Regions from separate parts of the Mus musculus genome. Here region 1 is linked to region 2. Evidence: chromatin contacts called from public promoter capture Hi-C data. All regions are on one chromosome and are shown on one strand. Each heading gives the region's core, a stretch centred on a gene start, on an enhancer-like site or on the middle of the called end of the contact. The rest is flanking DNA. Distances are from core to core; before and after follow the strand shown. Region 1 holds the start of Ascc3 (activating signal cointegrator 1 complex subunit 3). Region 2 holds the start of Nt5dc1 (5'-nucleotidase domain containing 1).

The links. Promoter capture Hi-C pulls out the DNA fragments that hold promoters and counts their contacts.
Region 1: a contact with region 2 is called in a promoter capture Hi-C map of pre-B cells. The contact joins the promoter of Ascc3 here to the promoter of Nt5dc1 in region 2. A contact is called at or near these places in 1 of 39 promoter capture datasets (pre-B cells) and 1 of 484 Hi-C or Micro-C datasets (CD4 T cells).

The regions. Positions count from the first base shown.
Region 1 is chr10:50,591,159-50,597,475 of GRCm38.p6, forward strand. Ascc3 (activating signal cointegrator 1 complex subunit 3) reads left to right here and starts at 1,511. Exons shown (of 42, transcript NM_198007.2): 1 at 1,511-1,739.
Region 2 is chr10:34,416,796-34,423,827 of GRCm38.p6, forward strand. It overlaps Nt5dc1 (5'-nucleotidase domain containing 1), which reads right to left and starts at 1,756. Exons shown (of 12, transcript NM_176968.5): 1 at 1,566-1,756. The coding sequence starts at 1,658.

The sequences.
Region 1 (6,317 bases), core at 261-2,760, about 16 Mb after region 2:
CATCTAGCTCGATTGAGTGCCAGGATGATATTACTTTCAGTTGTACTCTATACAAGTAATATCTGCATGCTGCAGAGACTCTGAGACCCAAAAGTTCAGCTGGAAATTAATTAGCATCTTATTTATAGTTGCGGTTTTTAACATACATGCTGTTCCAAAATTGCAATCTTGGTACTATAATTCTATGTTTGATCAAACCCCTCTTCCTTCCCTGCCTGCTTCATGGAAATGCTCTCTCTGTTTCTGAAAATTCCACAATTATGTATCTCAGATTAGCAAAATATTTCTATGCCACTCACATCACCTCTGCTTGGATTCTCAGGTGGCCTTCCCACTTGGGAATATCTGCCTCTGCTTTTTTACTATAATGAATTTGCTTTTGCTTAAGTCTCTTCTGTATCTCTCCTAGAATTCTTTCTCTAGTGAGACCAAGAGTCTTTGGGATCACCAGTTGTAGTTTGGTGATAAAATGAGTTAGACTGTAAACGCTTGAAAGGCTACATGCGACTGGACTAACTTTTAGCAAAACCAGCCAGTAATTCTCCTAAAATGCGTCTCCCTCCCCCCAAATCCCTATTATGTAAGCATTCAGCATCTACTTAGAAAATGTAGAGACTGGGAACTTAGAGAAATGTAGAGACTGTGATGGTCATATATTGCTTCTACAGTGCATTTAGTTCCTTGGATTGTATTAGAAGGGACTCTCAGAATGTGAAGGGTTTTTGTTTGTTTTCCTCATAAAGTTCAGGTCATACCAGACAAACCTTTATCACCAGATGGGTCTTTCATATTGCTGACAGTCCAGTAACTTTTCCTCTTAGTGAATCTTACCAAGTTTCATTAATACTTCATGATTCTTTTCATCTGCGTTATCTCATTTTAATTTCTGAAATGCTTCTATCGCTATTGAGGTCTTCTTACCTCAGTCTGGTATACAGAACTTCCAGTGGGTTTGGCAAGTTATGTTTATTATTCAACCAATGCTGCTTCTATAAAACAGGGTTCTGGTGAGTTTTAGGACAACTGTCTCGGGAAGAATGGGCTGAAAGGGTAGGATGACAATGCATACCACATCTGTATCCTCGCTCATCAGTTCAAACTTAACAACAATGCAGTTTTTTTAGGCTAGCTTTTCTAAATTTGCCAGTCGCACCAGGCTATCGTCAGATGTTTTGTTTCGAAGGTCAGAAACAACTTCAGAAGTACAAAGTGGAGAATAATGAAACTCAGGGAAATCGAAACTTGAGCCTAGAGCAGGTGGGCGGAACCATCTAGTAACCACGGGACTGTGACTCACTGGTTTCTGCCTTCAATAGGAATTAATTACTCGGTGCCATTATCAGAACCAAGCGGGGATTAGGGAGTCGGCCGGAGGGAACCAAGAGTCGGACCACTAAAACTGAGCTGAAACTTGCTAGCGTGTACGCCACCCGACGCCAACCCCCGCATGGGCGGGGCCGAGGGCGGCCGGGTGCTGACGTGGCGACGTTGGCGTCGCGGTCGGTGACGTATGGCCGGCGCCCGCCCCGCCCCTCCGTCGCTCGGCGCGGGTGTGTGGGTTTGTGGGTCAGTGCCAGCTGGGCAGCCCTCGCGCGCTAAGGCGTGACAGCGAGCGACCCCCGCCGGCCCGCGTGTGCTGCGGAGGAGGTCGGGGCGCAGCCCTCCGCTCCGCTCCGCCGGAGTGAGAAGAGGAAGCAAACCTCCAGGAGGCCGGAGGCGCGCGTGGCGGCGGGGCTGAGGTGAGCTAGGGAGAGGGAGGGCGCGGGTGGCGGAGCCCGAGTGTGCGGCGGGGCGGGGCTGGTCTCAGAGTCCGGAAGAGCGCGGGTGGACCGAGCTGTCATCCCTCGGCTGGGCGTCCCGGCTCACCTAAGTTTGTAGGTGGGGGTTGGGGTGAAAACTCCAGCGCGATTGCCCACGTGTAAGGACAGAATGGCCACAAGATGAAAAATTTTCTGTTCTAGGCTTAACCTGTTTTTCTCCTCCCTCTCCCCTTATTTATATTACACATTCCTAGCAACGTCGTTCTTCGCCTACATCTGTTGGGTTGGGTTTCCCCCACAACACAGAGGAGCGAGTGCTTTGGGTCCTGGAGTTCAGGGCAGTGGGTGAATTTAACAATCGGAGGACTCTAGAATGTATTTTTTTTTTTTTTTAAATAAAGAAGTGTCTATGCTAAGGGGGTAGATGAAGTGGTTCTTGGTAGGATGCTGTAATTTCCTTTACCTTTAAAAGAAAGAAGTTCAGTCTACTGAGTTTGATATGCATCACAAGTGCAGTCTAATTGCTACCTGTGGTGTGGTTTTTGTTGTTGTTGTTGTTGTTGTTGTTGTTGTTGTTCCTGGATAAAAATTAGAACAGTCAACTATATCTACCCCCTTTTCAGATTCATAAGCTGAAACGTTTGTTTTCTGAGTTTGATTGTTCTCAAATTCCGCTTCTGAGTCTAGGCTGGACGTGCTCTAGCTCATGTTTTGTATTTAGTTTTTCACGTCATGACGATTATAATACTGGTGTTGCGCCGGGCGTGATGGCGCACGCCTTTAATCCCAGCACTTGGGAGGCAGAGGCAGGCGGATTTCTGAGTTCGAGGCCAGCCTGGTCTAGGACAGCCAGGGCTACACTGCCTCAAAAAAAAAAAAAAAAAAAAACCTAAAAAAAAAAAAGGATTACTTTATTCTATGAAACCCACTGCATAAGTAAGCCATCCACAAAGATAATACTGTGTTGCATTAAAATATTCATAGAGATGTCAGTTAAGTGTAGCTTAGTGTTATTTACATGAGTGAATTAATTTTGCAAGACTTAGTTTTCTTGATCCTTGTTGAATAATTTTTTCTAAAAAACTTGGTTCATTCATTAATTCATTCATTTGTTCACTCTTCATTCATTCCCTAGCACTGTGGGAGGTGTAGGACATAGAAAGTCCCTGTTCTCACAGAACTTTGTATAGTTAACTAGCAAACACTCTTTTAGAAGGGATGTTTAAATTAATAATTGGAAACAAATTTCTGGCTGGAAGCGTTTTCATTTTTTTCTAGTATTTACATTGGTTGTATTGATACCTCATGTCTGGCATAGGATATAGAAAGTCTACATACAAAACATTTTTATAAAGAGCCTATATGGTAACAGAATAAACTTTTTACTCTAATACATCTTTCTTGAGGATAGTTTGTATAAGTACAGTTTTCAACTTTGAGAAAGTGAGTATGCGCAGTTAAAATTTTAGCTCATGAACATCTCCAGAAATAAATGAAGAATTACAGAGGAGACAATAAGGAATCTGAGAATTCCAAATCTGAAAACCCAAAATATGAAGTACTCCCAAAACTTCATTACAAAGAACTTGTAAATAAATGTCATGAGGAACAATGAGCCATATCTGAAGTCTCCACCTCAACGGAGGTATTATACAGTTAGAGAATTCTGAAACTGTAGAGCTTTACGTTGAATTTTACATTTTCACTAGCACATATATTTTAACTCACTTATTCCCCACAAAAAATGAAAAAAATAACAATTAAAATGGAAAAAAAGCTCTACAATGTCTATTACTTGATTTCATTTCTCCTTTATCACCTAATATTAAATCTTCTATATATGTTCACCGAACGCATGTTTACATTTGTACACACACACACACACACACACACACACACTCAGGGGAGATAGGGAGGAGGGAGGCACTAAGCTAGTAGCTTAGTATAAGAGAAGACATGTTTCTCTTTCTTTCTGAGATAATATGACATCACTATGGGTCATTCTAAGCCAGTGGTTCTCAACCTTCCTAATGCAGCAACCCTTTAGTACAGCTCCTCATGATGTGGTGACCCTCAATCATAAAATTATTCCGTTGCTACCTCATAACTATAATTTTGCTACTGTTATGAATCGTTATGTAAATATCTGATACTCAGGCTGATATGTTACCCTTCAAAGAGTTGTGACCCACAGGTTGAGAATAAGTTCTGAGTATTGCCATATATATGTGTGTGTGTGTGTGTGTGTGTGTGTGTGTGAATGTATACATATATATGTGTGTGTGTGTGTGTGTGTATAGATATATGTATACTTATGTATATGTATGTGTGTGTGAGTGTATATATGTATGTGTGTGTATATATACACACACACATACACAGCGATTTTCATTTGTGGATGGACAATAAGGTTGGTTCTGTGTTCTTTTTATAGTTAATTAAAAAAAGTAGTAAACATGGGGTTACAATTATCTATATGGTATAACTGGGAGTTCTTCAGGGATACCCAGGAGTAAAATAGGTCATATGTTAGTTATATTTTTGATGACTTTCCAGTGGATTCCCATAATGCCTCTATTAATTTGCATATCTACCATCTGTGAATAAGGGTTCCTGTCTCCACATTCTCTCCAACATTTGTTATCAAACTTCTTGATGACCAGTATTCTGACTGGTGTTATCTTAAAGTTTTAGTTTGAATTTTCCCATTGGCTCTTAAAATACTAAAATGTTGAAGACTTTTAAACTAACTTGGTCATTGGTGTTTCTCTTTTTGAACACTGTTCAGTTCTTTAGCCCATCTGTTATTTCCTTGGTATTTAATTTTGTAATTCTTTGTAAATTCTGAATATTAACCCCTTTTCTGAAGTACAACTGGTAAAGACCTGTTCTGTGGGTTGTCTGTGCTGTGCTGACAGTTTCTTTGCTATACAGAACCTGGTATTTGGAGCTTTTATAACTGACTTGACATCAAAAGTAGAAAGTTGCACATTATCGGCAAAATTATTAAAAATATTGAGTAAAATCAATCTGGGACTTTACTATAAAGCATAAATTAACTTTGTTTAATTGTGGGACGGACCATCATTGACAAACCTATTTCATTTTTTACATGCAGATATTCTAAAATCTAACAGCCTCAGTCTGGGAGCACTTTAATTTCAAACATTTCAAATAAGAAATTCTCAGTCTGTACTTCATACTTACATGTGAGTAAGCATTATAGTAACTTATTTCTTTGTTTTGCCTGGCTCAACACCTAGCAAATAGTCCCTATATAAAGCTTGAACTCAACACTTAATCAAGTTTTAATTATCTTGAAAGGAGTATCAGAAATATTTTGTGGTTCTTTTTCATTTTGCGGCTTAGAAAATGGAACTAGTAAGAGTTCTCTCTGGAGAATGGCTCACAGAAGTGAAGGAAGACAAGCCAAACCCAATGAAATGAGAGAGATAAGTGAGAATCTAACTCTAATTGTAAAGGTATCTAGCAATCATGAGGTAGAGCATGGGGGCCAGGCAGGGCAGGCAGACAGAGGGAGATAGAGAGACACAGTAATATATAGAACTGAATTTGAATGTAATGAATGTTTGTGCCATTATAGGACTCCCTGTCTGGTATAAATTTTCTTTCTGGTTTTACTACATTTTGGCCTATCTTCACTTTTACTCTCCAAACAGAACTATTAGGAATTGTGTTTATTCTAAGTTTCTGGGCTAATATCCATTTATCAGTGAGTGCATTTGTTGTTCTGTTGGCCTCTATCTTACAAAAAGATAAGTGAGTTACACTAGGTAATCTTTCAAGTAAGTCTTTACATTTACAGTAAAAGATATGTCTTAACCCACACGTGTCACCTTGAAACCTGATAAATTTGACAGTGTCCAAATTTAACTCCTTTCTTAGAGATACTGTGCTCATACAATACTAAAAGATGAACTTTGGAAGAACATGGGTAAAATGCTTAATTCACTGGGCATTTTACCACATGGTTTTATAGTATTTTTATACAGTTGGCTGTAACATTTTTCTTAGACCTCTCTTCTATTTGTTTTGGTGATACACTTTACTCCTTGCCCCTTGGACTCTATGGCCTCCTGATGGTAAATTTTTATGTATATTTTCCTCCTATTTATTCCTTGCAAGTTTGTTCTTCATTTTTGTGCTGTCTTTTCTTCACACATGTTAATTTGTAGATGACTTTAAAATCTATTCCTGTAGTTTTGTTGGTGAATCACATATGTCTTTCCTAAAACCAGACCTCTCCTGAGTTCTACACCTGGATAATCTTACTATTTTGATTGGGTTTACAGTATCTGTAGATCCAGCCTCAAATCTAGTCAGGGTAATTAATTACCACAATAACAGTCATGTCACACATACATTTCAGCATGTGGTTAATAGAGAGGTAGACACTCAGAGAAAGGAAGGTATACATTCAAATGTGGATGTAGGCTTCTTACCAAAGTATCCACTTACATGTCTTAGCAAATACATTAATGTACAATTCAGGTAACTTATGAAATTAAATTGTTCAAAGGGTTTCTATCAAACTTG
Region 2 (7,032 bases), core at 506-3,005:
CGGTGGGAGGGTGATTTCATAATTTAAGTACTTAAGATGAGACCCCACATGATGAAGAGACACTGAATGGAAGGGAAGAGACCCTCCCTCCGGGACAGGCAATAGCAAGCCTTGGCAAATACTCCTCTCCCCCATAAGAATGCAAAAGAACTTTACATCGTCTTTCTGGTAACAGGTTGCTAACCACAGAGAGGCTCCTACTTGTGTGTGGTTGATGTGTGTCCCTAACTATGTCCTGGTGTTCAGCACTCGGTGAGACTTAGGATTTCTATACCAAGCATAACCAAGATTCACCAGGGTATCGTTTTCAGCCTTTAATCAGCACTGCGATTCAAAACTTGCAGTAGAGTATCTTCTGAATCTTCTATCCTAAAATGTGTATGCTCACACACGCACAAAACTGGCTTTTTAACATGACAGAGGTTAAACAACATTCTCCATGAACGACAGTGAATACAGATGAAGGGCATAAGATGAACCAGACTGGAATCTGAACGCCGTGGAAGGAAAGAAATTAGCACCCAGAGAACACTCTGAAAGAGTAGCCAAAGGACCAAGACTTAAATGTCTTTAAACTATGAGAAAGGAAATGAGATCTGTGCAACTGGCAAGCAAAACAGAGCCCCAGCAGGGACACACACCTTTTTTTTTTTTTAAAGCATCTGTATGCTTGAAAACACACCGGAGTGATTCAGGAGCCTCATTTTTGATTTTGGAGAATCTGACCAACTGGGGCACTGACAGGACTACACTGACTGTGGTCTGCACTAGTGATGTGGTGGGTGCTAACCGTAATAGCAAACAATCGGCTGCACACTTAATCCTCGAAAGGTTAATTGAGAAGGAACCCAGATTATTTGCCCAGTGTCACAGGGCTAGGCACTTGGTGCCAGGGTCCCGAACCAGGGACTTTGACTGCAGAGTCCTGCTTAGACTTCTCACTGTGATATTCTTAATTCTTTAGTTTCTTGTGAACCCAAAGGGTCAGAGAAAGCAGGGCGATTAAGATGAGGGTATAAGCCTACAAATAAAGCAATCTAATCCCCTCATATTCTGGGTAGATTCTGTTGAGATTACAACTTTATTTAAAACGCACAGATCAAGTAGTACGTGCACAATAAATGCTTGTTTTCTTCTCTTGGTAAAGACAAAAGGAGGTCTAAGATGTTAACGACTTCTCCCAGTGTTTCTCACAATACTATTTATTATACAGTCTCTCCCTGTATGAAATACTTAAACTCTGACAGGTGATTACTTGGGTGTGCAAAAGGAAAGATGCAGCCATGTTTTCTTGAAGTTCAAAACAAGTGGCTGTACCCACTCAGCTGGTGCCCAGAGGAGTTGGAAAAAATAATAGGGCCTGGGATCAACAAATGACACACAAAGCCCCTGACCCCGCTTTTTCAGGGTTCTACAAGTCGGCTTCCCGGCTCGGTCTTGCGCTATCTTCTGCCCCTGGCTTCCTCCTCAAGACCGCAGAACCCCTGAAAGTACACTTCCGCCCAGCGGCCGGGGACCTACGACACTCTACACAGCCGCCTTTAGAGGCTGTCCGTGCCACTCACCCGGGCGCTCTCGGGCAGGTTGTAGCGGCACAGCGTGTGGTCGAGATCGAAGCCGACCACGTCGCAGGCGCCCAGGGAGAAGTGCTGAGCCATGGCAGGGCAGCGGCGGGTAACGCAGACCGGAAGGCCGGTAGAGCATGCGAGAAGTTGCCGGGACTCTACAAGCGTAACTCGCAGGCAGGACGCGGAGCGGGGCGGGGCTTGACGGGGCGGGGCTTGACGGGGCGGAGCTTGGCGGGGCGGAGGCTTATATAAGACAGACGGGCGGGGCGTGGTCTGGTCGGGAGGAGCTAGTCAAGTAGGGCGGGTTCTGAGCACACTCCCGCGTCTCCAAGTCAGTGGCCTGTCTGCCTCCTGGATCGCCCCAGTTTTGCTGGCTGGTTCAGGCCAGTTCCACGGCTTGCTTCCAGCTAGTACAGTGCAGCAGGAGCTAAAATGCTCAACTAGGACCCTGCTAGCCAATGTCCTTAATGTAGCTTAAGGTTTCACAGAATTAGTGGGAATTCTCGTTCATTTTTCAGGCGCCACACTACTAAATGATACCAGTGAAACCTCATCCCTTGAGGCTTGAGTGTGGGAGCAGTGTGTGAGAAAATTATGAGCACAAATAACTGTTGGACCCTGTGATGGTTTGTATATTCTTGGACTAGGGAGTGACACCATTTGGAGGTGTGGCCTTGTTGGAATAGGTGTGACCAGGTTGGAATAGGTGTGTCACTGTGGGCGTGGGCATAAGATCCTCACCCTAGTTGCCTGGAAGTCAGTCTTCCACTAGCAGCCTTTGGATGAAGACATAGAACGCTCAGCTCTGCCTGCACCATGCCTGCCTGGATGCTGCCATGCTCCCACCTTGATGATAATGGACTGAACCTCTGTACCTGTAAGCCAGCCCCAATTAAATGTTGTTTTTTATAAGACTTGCCTTGGTCATGGTGTCTGTTCACAGCAGTAAAACTCTGACTAATACAGACCCCTTTAGCATACAGTTTGGTAAGTGGACTTTGAAAGTTGAATCAACAGCTTTATTACTCTATAGTTTGGTAATAAGACATGAAAGACATTCCTGGCATCATTTCAGCCATTGGAATGCATTAAAAAATATATTACGTATTATGGAAGACCACCTTACCAAAAACACCAAGGCTGGTTGTATTAGTCAGGGTTCTCTAAAGACACAGAACTTATGGAATGAGTTCTCTATATATTAAAGGAATGTATTGTGATGACTTATAGTCTGTAGTTCAACTCACCGAGCATTGGTCAACTGTTAATAGGAATTCGAAGAGTTTGGTAGTTGCTCCGTCCCGTGAGGCTAGTTGTTTGAACTGGTCTTCTGTAGAAGTAGGTCTTGTGAGACTAGGCTGGGGCCTAGCAAACACAGAAGTGGATGCTCACAGTCAGCTATTGGATGGATCACAAAGCCCCCAATGGAGGAGCTAGAGAACATATCCAAGGAGCTAAAGGGATCTACAACCCTATAGGTGGAACAACAATATGAACTAACCAGTACCCCGGAGCTCTTGACTCTAGCTGCATATGTATCAAAAGATGGCCTAGTCGGCCATCACTGGAAAGAGAGGCCTATTGGACACGCAAACTTTATATGCCCCAGTACAGGGGAATGCCAGGGCCCAAAAATGGGAATGGGTGGGTAGGGAAGTGTGTGTGTGTGGGGGGTATGGGGGATAGCATTCTAAATGTAATTGAGGAAAATACGTAGTAATAAAAAATATTAATAAAAAAGAAAAAGAAAAAGAGTGAATCTTCCTTCTTCCAATGTCCCTGGGTAGGCTTCTATGAGAAAGTGTGGCTCAGATTAAAGGTGCATACCACCATGCCTGGATCTAGGACTTGCTTTGTCCCAGGCTGACCTTGAATCCAGATATCACCTTGCCTCAGTCTCCTGGGATTAAAGGCCTGTACTACCTTGCCTGAGCCTAAGCTTTTCACGGTCATCATGTCTCAAGATCTCCATGACAAGAGCCAGATCAGAAACTTGTGTCTTCCAGCCTCAAAATCTGGATCACAGGTGAGCCCTCCAGTTCTGGATTGTAGTTCATTTCGGATATAGTCAAGCTAACAACCAGGAAATAGCCCATTACACTGGTGGTTATTTGATTATCCTGCTTTTAATTGAGTTTTTCTATGAAGACATCAAAAATGTCATTGATGAATGGAATTCATCAAAAAAAAAAAAAAAGTTTTGTACCCAGAACTTTTGTGAGCAGGCAGTACAGAGTGGTAGGAGTGATGATTTGCCTGATTCAGGATTACACTATTTTAGATTCAGAAAACTCAATACAGTTGGGACAAAGGATGTCAGAACCATTTAACTTTCAGCCTCTGCATGTGAAAAAACAAGTATATTAAGTCTTTTTTTGTCTCATACTTCTCCATTTAAATGAGAAAATACAAATCTTCATACTGTTACTCTAAATTAAAAAAAAAACTTTTCTCTAGTGAGAAAGAGCAATTGAAATGGCATAATGATATAAATAGTTGAGAATTTCACTTAACCCTTACAGATACTAACTCTTAGAAGGTAAATAGACCAAATTAGTTCTGTTAATTATAGTTCAATGGATAGTGCAATTAGTTAGGGTGCTTGCTTATAATACCTAATGGACTCATTTGAAATCACATTGACAACTTTTCTGTTATAATGAGCCTCAAACAAATCTGGAATAGGAACAGGAGAAAGTCCTCTAGAAAATTGAGCGTGTCAGTAATCAGAGATTAAAGACCACTGAGATCCTCCATTCTTTACTGTCTGTGAAGAGAAAAGGCAGGCTTTTTTGTAGCTCACACTGATGTAGGAAACTGGGGTCCATGAGTGTAAAAGTAGGGTCCTTGAAGAGGTCAGGGCATCCTAGCTTCAGAAGGGCTTGAACTCAAGAATTATGGTGTCACAAAGTCACAGGTAAACAAAACTTTCACAGAATTAGTAGCTCTGGGTTCTTGACTCTCAAATTCAGAGAAAGAAGATAGGAGGGTGAGTTGAGAAAGGAGTTTTAGTCCAGAAATGTAGATGGGAGCTTAAAATAGAAGAAGAAAGAGAAGAAGGAGGAGGAGGAGGACGAGGAGGAGAAGGAGAAGGAGAAGGAGAAGGAGGAGAAGGAGAAGGAAGAAGAAGAAGAAGAAGAAGAAGAAGAAGAAGAAGAAGAAGAAGAAGAAGAAGAAGAAGAAGAAGAAGAAGAAGAAGAAGAAGGTGGCAGAGTCCCTGTGTAACTGGAGCAAGTCCCAGGATGGAGAATCAACAAGGGAATTCCTACAGTTCTGATGGCAGAAGCTGGATCTGGCCTGGGAAGGCCATTGCTTGGTCCATTTGCCTCGCCCCCTTGACCTATCCAGGAACTGCTCAGTTCTAGCTACACCATCATTTACAGTGTCCAGGCAGTGGTGCTCATCCACATAGTACAGAGACGAGACAGAAAAGGAACCAGAGGTCCCTTGTGCATTCCTAGCCTCTGTGTGAAGAGAATCAAAGACATTTTTACACCTGGCTAGGGACAAAAGTCTTTTGAAGTCCTTGCTTGACTAGCTTTTGTCCCTTGTTCTTATCAACGAACATTCCCTTATTAGTTTTAGTGGAAGCACTGACCTCCATAATGCTTTTGTGAATCTAAAGTAAAAGGCCTTCCAAATCTGACTTCCATTTTAGTTTAAACTTGAAGGTCACAGGTCTCCCTAGAAGAGACTATGTGTGTGTGAGTCTCTCTCTCTCTCTCTCTCTCTCTCTCTCTCTCTCTCTCTCTCTGTGTGTGTGTGTGTGTGTGTGTGTGTGTGTGAGTGATGGGGGGTATTTGTGTTAATAGACACTTTAAGGATTCTCTTACTGTGGTCAGTAATCATAGACAGGAGTATTAGAAGGTTTGTTTCTTGATTATGTAGCAGAAACTTCCCTTTACAAACCTCTCTGGGTGTTTTGAACCAGGGCTAAAAAGTTTTCGGGGGAGGAGGGAAAATAAGTCATTGTTCTCAAAAAGGGGGTGGGGGTCAGCCCCATCTGTAAACAGGTGGCTTTTGAGGTCTGGAGTTGGCCATTAGACCTGTTCAACAATCGTCTCATTCTTAGTGATCAACCAGCATTTTATTTGTTATTGTCCAGAGAGCCTTTATGCTCTTATGGACATCATTTCACTGGGGAGTTATTTTCCAGTTATTCAGTTTCTTGAGCCCCACCCACCTTTTGCTGTCCATTGTCTCAAACCTCATCCCAGCTCTTCTGTAGGAACTTGTCTCCTCTCTTTTGTTCCATTACCTGCAGAACACTGGGGTTAAATACAACTGCTCTGGTTCATAAAGCATATTGTTTTTAAATAAAGATGTTTCCTCTTCTTACACATCAAGTTTCTATACAAATAACACAGACACCCTGTTAACAACTAAAAGTTAAATCCCTTGCTTAATCTGCACCACGAGCTGATCCTGTGCTACAGCTCTCCCTGCCCAAATACCTCCAGGAGAGAGCTGGTCTCCCAGGAGTGCTAGCACAATTGTGAGCACAGGTAAGACCACTACTTCTGTTTTGAGGGAGCTGCCCAGAGCCCTCAGGACACAGGAATCAAGAAACAGCCAGGGGCAGGATCCTTTTGGTTTTGGTCTGTGCCCTGGAATTGACCCTTTGCCACAGCTCTCTATTCCCAAATTCCTCTGGGAGAGAACTGGTCTCTGAGGAGTATTGACACACAGGCTTGCAGGAGGGAAGAGCCACAGTCAGAGACAACAAGACCAGCTAACACCAGAGATAACCAGGTGGCAAGAGGCAAGGGCAAGAACATAAGCAGCAGAAACCAAGGCTACATGATGTCATCAGAATCCAGTTCTGCCACCAGAGCAAGCTCTGGATACCCCCAACACACCAGAAAAATAAGACTCTGATTTAAAATCACATCTTATGATGATAGGGGACGGTAAGAAGGACATAAATAAATAAATAAATAAATAAATAAATAAATAAATTTCTTCCTTAAAGAAATACAGGAGAACATCTTAGAATTAGGAACAAAACACCCATGGAAGGAGTTACAGAGACAAAGTTTGGAGCTGAGATGAAGGGATGGACCATCTAGAGACTGCCATATCCAGGGATCCATCCCATAATCAGCTTCCAAACGCTGACACCATTGCATACACCAGCAAGATTTTGCCGAAAGGACCCTGATATAGCTGACTCTTGTGAGGCTATCGGGGCCTGGCAAACACAGAAGTGGATGATAACAGTCAGCTATTGGGTGGAACACAGGGCCCCCAATGGAGGAGCTAGAGAAAGCACCCAAGGAGCTAAAGGGGTCGGCAATCCTATAGGTGGAACAACAATATGAACTAACCAGTACTCTCAGTGCTCGTGTCTCTAGCTGCATATGTATCAGAAGATGGCCTAGTCGACCATCATTGGGAAGAGAGTTCCCTTGGTCTTGCAAACTTTATATGCCTCAGTACGGGGGAACGCCAGGGTCAAGAAGTG